3 separate regions of the Mus musculus genome follow, and regions 1 and 3 are each linked to region 2. Evidence: chromatin contacts called from public HiCAR-type and HiChIP or PLAC-seq data. All regions are on one chromosome and are shown on one strand. Each heading gives the region's core, a stretch centred on a gene start, on an enhancer-like site or on the middle of the called end of the contact. The rest is flanking DNA. Distances are from core to core; before and after follow the strand shown. Region 1 holds the start of Fut9 (fucosyltransferase 9). Region 2 has its middle 130 kb from the start of Ufl1. Region 3 overlaps Fut9 (fucosyltransferase 9).

Evidence for each region. HiCAR-type assays count read pairs that join an accessible place to other places. HiChIP or PLAC-seq counts read pairs in DNA pulled down with a chosen protein or histone mark.
Region 1: a HiCAR-type map of astrocytes shows a contact between it and region 2, with 3 times the contacts expected there. The contact joins the promoter of Fut9 here to the enhancer-like site in region 2. A contact is called at or near these places in 2 of 39 promoter capture datasets (hippocampal neurons and liver), 3 of 484 Hi-C or Micro-C datasets (brain, cerebral cortex and cortical neurons) and 7 of 115 datasets of contacts at active chromatin or transcription factors (astrocytes, craniofacial prominence, embryonic forebrain and 4 more).
Region 3: an H3K27ac HiChIP or PLAC-seq map of neural progenitor cells shows a contact between it and region 2, with 7 times the contacts expected there. The contact joins two enhancer-like sites.

Annotation. Positions count from the first base shown.
Region 1 is chr4:25,798,645-25,801,366 of GRCm38.p6, reverse strand. Fut9 (fucosyltransferase 9) reads left to right here and starts at 1,364. Exons shown (of 3, transcript NM_010243.3): 1 at 1,364-1,778.
Region 2 is chr4:25,407,629-25,410,743 of GRCm38.p6, reverse strand. No RefSeq gene overlaps it. Among named protein-coding and RNA genes, the nearest start is that of Ufl1, 130 kb to the right of the region's middle. Within about 2 kb of position 1,858, at least 89 of the 459 cell types and tissues checked have an H3K27ac peak or open chromatin away from gene starts, as enhancers often do. A contact at or near this core is called in astrocytes, brain, cerebral cortex and 7 more, where this site is marked.
Region 3 is chr4:25,767,451-25,770,218 of GRCm38.p6, reverse strand. The region is part of intron 1 of Fut9 (fucosyltransferase 9); the gene reads left to right. Among named protein-coding and RNA genes, the nearest start is that of Fut9, 31 kb to the left of the region's middle. Within about 2 kb of position 1,383, at least 23 of the 459 cell types and tissues checked have an H3K27ac peak or open chromatin away from gene starts, as enhancers often do. A contact at or near this core is called in neural progenitor cells, where this site is marked.

The DNA of each region.
Region 1 (2,722 bases), core at 115-2,614, 390 kb before region 2:
ATGCACTCACACACACATGCACACACACACATATGCACACACACCCACACACACACCCACACACACATGCACACACACACATGCAACACACACACATGCACACACACACACACACACATGCACACACACACACACATGCACACACACACACACACACACACACACACACACACACACACCCCAGAACTTCCTTTCTCCAGTGCTCTGCTAAGAAGTACAGGGATACTTACTGTATCATTTGAAGAGAGTTTAACTAGACTACTTTTTCTACCTGTATCATTACACACATCATCCACTTGCTTCCTGTCTGCTGCCTATTTCCAATCAGAATGCGAAGATTATGAAACAAAATCAAGGTTCACAGAAATCAGTCAGCGATACTCTGATTGTCGTTATATTTACTAAATGTGTGAATTTATTCCTTGATTCTTGAGTGTAAGAGGAGCCCCTAAATATACTTTCTATATGTATTTGAATCGTAGTCTAAAAGTAAATTTCGAGGATTGACTTGTAGTCCAACAAAATAAACAAAAACTTTGCAAAGTGGAGCTCTATCTATCTATCTATCTATCTATCCATCCATCTATCCTTTCTTTCTCTCTCTTCCTTCTTCCTTCCTTCCTTCCTTCCTTCCTTCCTTCTTTCCTTCCTACCTTTCTTTCTGTCTTTCTATCTATCCATCCATGTATCTATCTATCCATCTATCTTTCTATGTGTCTATCTACCTATGAATTTATATTTTAATGTTGCTTACAGAGAAGAGTCAATTCTGAGCACAACACTGCCCTTCACATTTACAACCTTCCCAAATCACTGAGAATTTGGTTCCAGACAATCTGCCCCTCCTATTTTAGTTTAATTTTAATCACCCCCCAACCTGACCCCGGACTTTAGCTGGTCAACCCCAGTGAAGAACAAACACAGGCAGCAGATACAAGGGACTGGAGAAGGTTGCCTGCATTGAGCTCCCTGCTGTCGCCTTCTGGCTGGACAGTCCGTGCCAAATAGCGCCTGGGGGGTGGGGGTGGGGGACAGCAATAAGGAACTGACAGAAGCGGTTGCTGCAAGTCCACAGTTTGACCTAAAAGGAGAGTGGAGGAGGGTGGCAGACTAAGAGTCTGCATATCGGAGACGCAGCAATGGAACCAGTGGCTATGTGTGCGCGCACAGGTGCCACAGGCCTGGAGAGCAATGCTGTGTCTCTGCAGCCTCCCGACTCAACACACGCGGTGGCTTGCTGAAACTGCATCCGCAGCCGAGCGTGGGTACTCCCAGGCACAGTCACCGGAGGAAGAGCCAAAGGAAAGGGCGCGAAGGGGGTTAGCATGGAGCGGCAGGGTATTGGGGCAAGACCCACAGGCTCATTTTGGAGCTCCTCTGGTGGGAACCTGTACCCGGCTGCTATGCTCCTCCCTTCTCTTCCCAACTCTCGGTGATCATCTCCATCTCCCCTCGCGCATCCCTTCCCCCCTCCCTGCTTTCTTTGCTCTCCCTCCCTGCCGCGTGCCTGCTCCCCTCCCCCTCTCCTGGCTGCTCTGGGCAGCAGCAACCTCGGCAGCCCGGGAGATGGGAAGAGAGCGCGCGGGGCGCTGCAGCTCTGGAGCCCTGGATCTTTCCTCACCCGGTGCCTTGAGACCCCGCCGCCGCTCTCGCCTCTTGGCTACCCCCGGACTCCGGCTACGCTACTAGGACAGCGCCGCCACCACCGCCAGCCCTCGTCCCGCCCGCGCCGCGCTGCCCTCCCGCGCCCTGGATGGAGCTTTCCCTCGCTGGGATCGGTGAGTACCAGAGACTCTAGGGGGTCAGGCACAGGACTGAGCGCCCACCGTACATCGTTAGATGAGGCACCCCGACCACCTGCTGGGTACCCTCCTGGCACAGGTCCCCGGGGACATTTGGTTTTAACTCAACCAGCTTGGAACTTGAACCCTTTCTCTTCCAGAGATAGCTGCTTGTACATCTTAGTCCCTTGTCACCCTCCTGCCCTCCCGCTGCTACCCTCATTCCCCGGGCAGATAGCCTTCTCCTGGTGTCACTTCAAAGAGAGTCATTGCTGCCCTTGTTGTCCCCAGGTTTTTGTGAATTCTGTCTTCTGCCTAGCGCTCGGACCTAGGTTTCTCCACAAAGTCCTCCTCTGACCCACCTTCCCTCAAAGCCTGACCACAGAGTCATTGGTCCTGCCATCCCGTTCCTCCTCAGAGACTTAGTGAATGCTGACCTCATTGCTTCCACATGATGCTGTCTTGAAGCTTTTCTGACACTCACCTCCAAACCCACACTGACACGCGGTGTGTTCTGTTTATTGTGTCTCTGCACCTGGGCTATTAAGGTGATAATCAACCATGGAAAGAGGACAAAAACAGGAAATCTTTTGGGACTAAACTTTTTGTCATTGTTTCAAAGTGCCCAACTATTTACATCGCTTAGATTCCTTCTTGTCTGAGGGCTTGTCCGCTGAGCACAAGGAAGGGCCCATATTATTTTACCTGTTATCACAGAATCTACCTTTTTTTCAGGTTTAGAGCAGAGCACCTTACACAGTCCAGCTGTGAATCTCCCTAAGCTACGCCACCAAATCTCGGCGGCAACTTTTAAGGATAGGCAGCTTTTTTAAAAAGAGGTGGAACCAGACATACCGTTTACAATCGCTTTATTATTGTTGTTATGATTTTAAATTTCAATAAGTTAAAGCCCTTATTTCCTTTGTGTTTATTGACCTAAG
Region 2 (3,115 bases), core at 609-3,108:
TCACCATTATCAAGCACTTTCCCTAGCAGCAGCAGAGTACAGCACTGGCGAAGCCAGGTCATTGTGTTCTCATTGTAGTTTATGAATCACTTCCAGATCCAGAAATAAAGGAAATGAAGCCTGTCTCATGCTTTTAGGTATCAGGGTTTGCTGGACACTTTTGGTACGGTTCCAGGTCCATGTCCCTAGAACAAAGAATGAGCAGAGACACCCAGCTGCAGCAGAAATAGGACATTTATTAAGAGACATTTTTCTTCCGAGGGGGAAGCAGGCCAGAGCAAAGAAAAACCTTAGCAACTCCGAGGACCTCTTGAACAAAGCATGGTTACTATGTTGCTCATTGGCACAATGGATTTTTCTAGAACTCTTTGTTATCTGTATACAACTTCATGTGTCACAGGACTCACTAGCATCTTAAATTTCCACACAGGGAAATATATTTAAATCTCCTTTTGTACTGGCTGGTTTTGTGTGTCAACTTGACACAGGCTGGAGTTATGACAAAGAAAGGAGCTTCAGCTGGGGAAATGCCTCCATGAGATCCAGCTGTGGGGCATTTTTTCAATTAGTGATCAAGGGGGAAAGGCCCCTTGTGGGTGGGACCATCCCTGGGCTGGTAGTCTTGGTTCTATAAGAGAGCAGGCTGAGCAAGCCAGGAGAAGCAAGCCAGGAAGGAACATCCCTTCATGGCCTCTGCATCAGCTCCTGCTTCCTGAACTGTTTGAGTTCCAGTTCTGACTTCCTTTGGTGATAACAGCAATGTGGAAGTGTAAGATGAATAAACCCTTTCCTCCCCAACTTGCTTCTTGGTCATGATGTTTGTGAAGGAATAGAAACCTTGACTAAGACACCTAAAGAGGCAGAATTGTCTCTCTCTTGAGCCAGTCATTCTGGCAGTTTTAGAAAGTCTGAAGGGAGTGGCTTTTCCTCTTTACCATCTTATTTTTCATATGTTAATTTTGTAAGCCTTCTCACAAGCCTTCAGGGCCTCAAGTTCTACTTCCTTTGCTGTCTACTGAAATCCTTGGAATTTGATATACCTTATGCCAGAGAAAGTTCTACATTAATGTCAGAACCAAGTGAGCCAAGACAGTCAAAATAAAGCAGAGTGAACGAATTGGAAGGCTACAGTAGGTTCTGTGCGGGGCCGGGGGGGGGGTGGGGGTGGTGGGGGGTGGTGGAGGGGGGGTAACAAGTCCAAGTAAACCACAAGAATCTATTGTCAGTTCTTTCTCTATAACCACCCCTAGCCACAGGTTAAAACAATAAAAAACAAATGAATTCAAGGATGAAATAATATCCCAGTCAGGACTTTGTAGGAAAAAAAAGCTTGGTTCACTTCAAAATCATTGTTTCGCTGTGTGAGCAATCAATTGAAGGTGAACACATAAGTAACAGAGTTCATAGTAGTGCAGAGGAAGGAAAGAAAGATACAGAGAAGTAGAACATACAGAAAAGATGGGAGGAAAGGCAAAGCACATGTTAAAAGGGAAAGAATTGGGAAAGAATGAAATCAAGCTACCAGGAAGGAACAGATGAAATGCAGCTGTGATGCTCATTAGCTCTTCCTTTAAAATGGAAATTACTTCTGATTTTTGAAATCAAAGTCTGGGTGTTTTCCTGTGGAAATATAGCTGTCTATACTCTAAATAGTCTCTTCCCCAAAAGCAAGAAAATTGGAAAGGATGGTGTAGTTTTACTGTGAGGAATTGAAAATATAGTTTTCCAAACCGCAAGGCATTTCAGTGTTAGTTTCTACAGGAGACAGCTTCCAAACAGCCACATTTCCTAGTCTGATGTAGGCACAAAGCGAGCCTGAGACTTGGTTGCCTAGCAACCCTGCTCTTCACAGGCAGCTGGAGTAAAAGGAAAGACTGGTGCCAAATGGCCTTTCACCTGATTCCTTAGAGGGGACTCTCAGTGAAAGAGTTACTATGCAAGAGCCAAAGGACCCCATGAGAAACTGACAAGATCCCCTCCTCTCTGGTCTCCTTATTTGGGGAGCCACTTGAAGCAGGAGAGTGTTTAATTCCTCCAAAGTTGGTGATGCTTTTGTCTTCCTTTCCTCCTCCTCTGGGTACCACCCTGAAAGAAATGGCTGCAGGCTTTGCATTCTGACATCTAGAAAGGAAATCACTTTAAACATTTTTCTTTAAATTGAGAATTTATAAAAACCTAGGGGGTGGAGAGCTTACACTCCCTTTCCCCGTTAGATTTGCTTTACTAAAATACAGTGATTAACCAGGTAAATGTATGGTGGAAGAATATTAGGAATGGTGGCTGTAAAAACACTATTTTTTTTTTAAAGGGATATCTAGATGTTGATTTGTTTTGAGAATGCTGACTGGCTGGCTGGCTGGCTGGCTGGCTGGCTGGCTATTTTAGTGGACTTGTAAAATGTGCCTGGGGCAATTTATTAAGAGGAAAACCAAGGGCTCTCCAAAAGAATTCATAGAGTCCAGTCCTAAGTGGAAAAATATCCCAGTATCTTTGTAGAAGTTGTGCCTTTGCTGGAAAATTGTTTTTAATAGAAGCTTAATGAGTAATTCCTAATCAGAGGAATTATTTCAAGATCACACAATAGAACAATAGGACAATAAAATGTAAGTGGAAGCCAGCCAGAGCTGCACAAAGTGAAGCTCTGAGGGTCACACCTGGAGTGGTAGATTCTACCCTTTTATGTCCACTCAGCACAGTGATGGGATTCGGAGCTCAAGCCTAAGTGGTGGTGCAGAGCTGTGCCTCTGTCCCTCATGCTGTTAGCTGCATCACGCTGAAGACTTTGCTCAGTGAAGGTGAACAAGTCATCCTATTATAAACAAGCAGAAAATGTTATGCATGTCTTCGTGGTTCGTCTAGAAGCCAAGTAAACCAGTAAACACCTGCCTGTGGAGAGGAGGGGTACTTCTATTAAAAGTTAAGTTGCAGCTCTTCCCAGATTTATGGCTTTTGCTGCTTCTGGGACGCCGACTTGGATATCTACAGATGTGTTGCCTTCTCCGATCTTAAGCCCAGGAAAGGTATGGCAGAATAAAATAAAGCACTGGTGTACCATTCCAGAGATGTTTGGCTGATTAAGTGTGCAAGAAGGTCTATCTCTTCTTTGGAAACATAA
Region 3 (2,768 bases), core at 134-2,633, 360 kb before region 2:
AGGCATGGCACAGGCGAACTTGTGACTTTTAGTTGTCACTCTTGTGCTCCTATATCTTAAATGTTCCTCCACAACTTCACAAAACACAACTTGCTACTGAGGATCCTGTGTTCAAACACATGCCTCTGAAGGTACAATTTGCCCTTCGACTATGCCTATTCTGCCTTTCTGAATTGACCTCAACAGAAGATAAATACTATCATAAAAGATTCTGTGTATCTTCTGAAAGCCCCCGCGTGTCTTCACAAGAAGACTCTGCTGCTCTGTCTCCTTTCAGTGTTTCTGTTTTCCTTCTCTTTGCTATTCTCTCCCTCCAACTTTTTATAGCCTAAGGTTGCTCTCTCTCTCTCTGTCTCTCTGTCTCTTTCTCAGGAAAACTTTGTGGGTCTAGATGGGACTATGATGGAAAAGAAAAAACGAAAAGCAAGCAAGATATCCCAATAGTCCAAAGTATCCCGGCTGTTTCTTCATGCACCTCCCCCATCCTTGTCAGCAAAAGTAGGGAGATTATGTTCCCAAAGAGGAACTGCAGTCACACCTAAGACACAAAGCAGTGGTCACACTGGATCTGCCTCCCAGTGAGAAAGCAAAACACATTTCAGCTCTTTGTGAATGTTTTGTTACTGCTCAAACTCTGAGAGGGACCAATGAGGAATATGAGTACTGGTCATAGAGAATGCACATGCACGTTTGGAGTTTCTTCAGGGACCTTGGAAGTTTTGACACATGAATGGTAGTTGGAGAGCCATAGAGCATAGTGGGTAAGATCAAAGTTCATTGCACATCTGAATGAAAATTTCAAAGCAAAAACTGTCATTTACTATATAAATAAATGTATTGACCATTCAATAATAAAAGTATAAATTCCAAGGAAATTGTTACCTACCTACACTAGACAGTTTTCTCAATATATGTGTTCTTTGTTTCTCACAGGCTCCCTGAAGGTCCATTCTCAAATTCCATTCACATCCCAGGACATTTTCTATAACTGTAAATTAAAGACATCGACAACGAGTCACATTATTCTTCTGGACTGCCAATCCGTTTTACTTCATAGTTTTTTTGGTTTTGGTTTTGGTTTTTCCTCTTCTTTAAAATCATGTGTCAGTGGTAGAGAGGTTGTAAGTGATCTTCTGAGCTGGAAAAGCACAAACAAAAACATTTTGGGTTGGGCACAGTTCTGTTCTGTTATGCTACCCCCATTTGTCAGTAGGTAAAAACTGCCCAGTCCCCAGAAGGCAGTACCTCCTGTGAATAGTTGCTTTAGACAAGCCTCCATTGTTCCGAAAGCTGGATTTCTCACTGAGTAAAAACCACCGCATTGTAAAGATGCCAGTTCACTTTTTTTTTTTTAAGCTTGGTTGTTTTAAAGCTAGAAAGGAACTCTCACTGTTGAGACAATCATGAAAGAAAACCTCTTTTCACTACCATAGAACAAGTGGATGAAGAGAGTAAGAGCCAAAGTGCAGACGGGGAACCTGGCTCTTCTCCAAAACAACAGAAAAGCCACAGTTAGAAGAAGTAATTGAACACTTTGGAAATCTCTTTGAAGACCTAATGCAGTGGAACTTAACTTTTTTTTTTTTTAAATGAGTAAAATTTAAATGCATGATTATTCCATGTAAGAAAATATAAGTGCATGTTTTAAGTGCTGAGTGATTAATTTATAAATGTTTAATGTAGCGAGACCAAGGCGAAGTGCCCTACTGCAATGCACATTGAGCATTAACAAAGCTAGCACTTGGAAGAGACAAATCAAAAACCCGGCAAGGTTTTACCTGTTACTATTTTTGTGCTCATACGCTTTGCTTACTTTCTGATGATCACATTATCTCTATTGAGTATGCTTGCTTAGTAGAATTTTGTGCACCTGAAATAGAAATTTGGGCACAAGAAAAGTGGCACAGACATAAATATAAAAATTTTTCACTGCTTAATTTTGAGAATAATAACATTAAGCGATTGTATGCATAACTTAAGAAATAATTAATATTCTTTTGTCTACCTGGAAAACTATAGAAATAGATTTAACCATATACAGAAAAGATGTTAGCACTCAATTAGTTTTAAATAGTCTTGTTATATCAAATCTAGGCATGAGAATCATCATTAAAGAATTTTAATGTAAAAATAAATGTGAATTGAAGACCATGAGGGCTGAACCATATAGTGTACAACATTCTGAGTATTTTTCAGTTTTTGTGTTTTGTGTTAGATTGGATATAAGCTGTTACATAGTTAATAAATACTACTAGGAACATCTCTTGAGAATTTCAGTAGTTATTTTATATTATTTTATTTTAGCCTATTTCTCTGTTTGTTTAATCTGTGGTGACCTGATTTGTAGTATCCAGAGGAAGTATTAAATTAACCACTTCCATATACACTTACCCTCTAGTATTGTTTTAATTTGTCTAGGGCTTTCAAAGTGTTGGGGCTTGCTAGACTCCTGAATACATACATACACACACACACACAGACACACAGACACACACACACACACACACACACACACACACACACACACACACACACACACACACATATGGGACTATTATTATGGGAAAGAATGTAATAGTTACCTAGGCAACTCTCCATCTCATCCCACTGTCATCACTCTGGGGGAATCACTAACTAGTGCTGCTTAAGACTCAGTCTAGGACTTCATTTGGTTTAGGTTTTAGAGCAGTGTCCCAGTTTTTCATATAATATCTTCCTTTAATGGGAAACAGTTACCTCCTTTTATTTCAAAATAAGACTATAAAGCA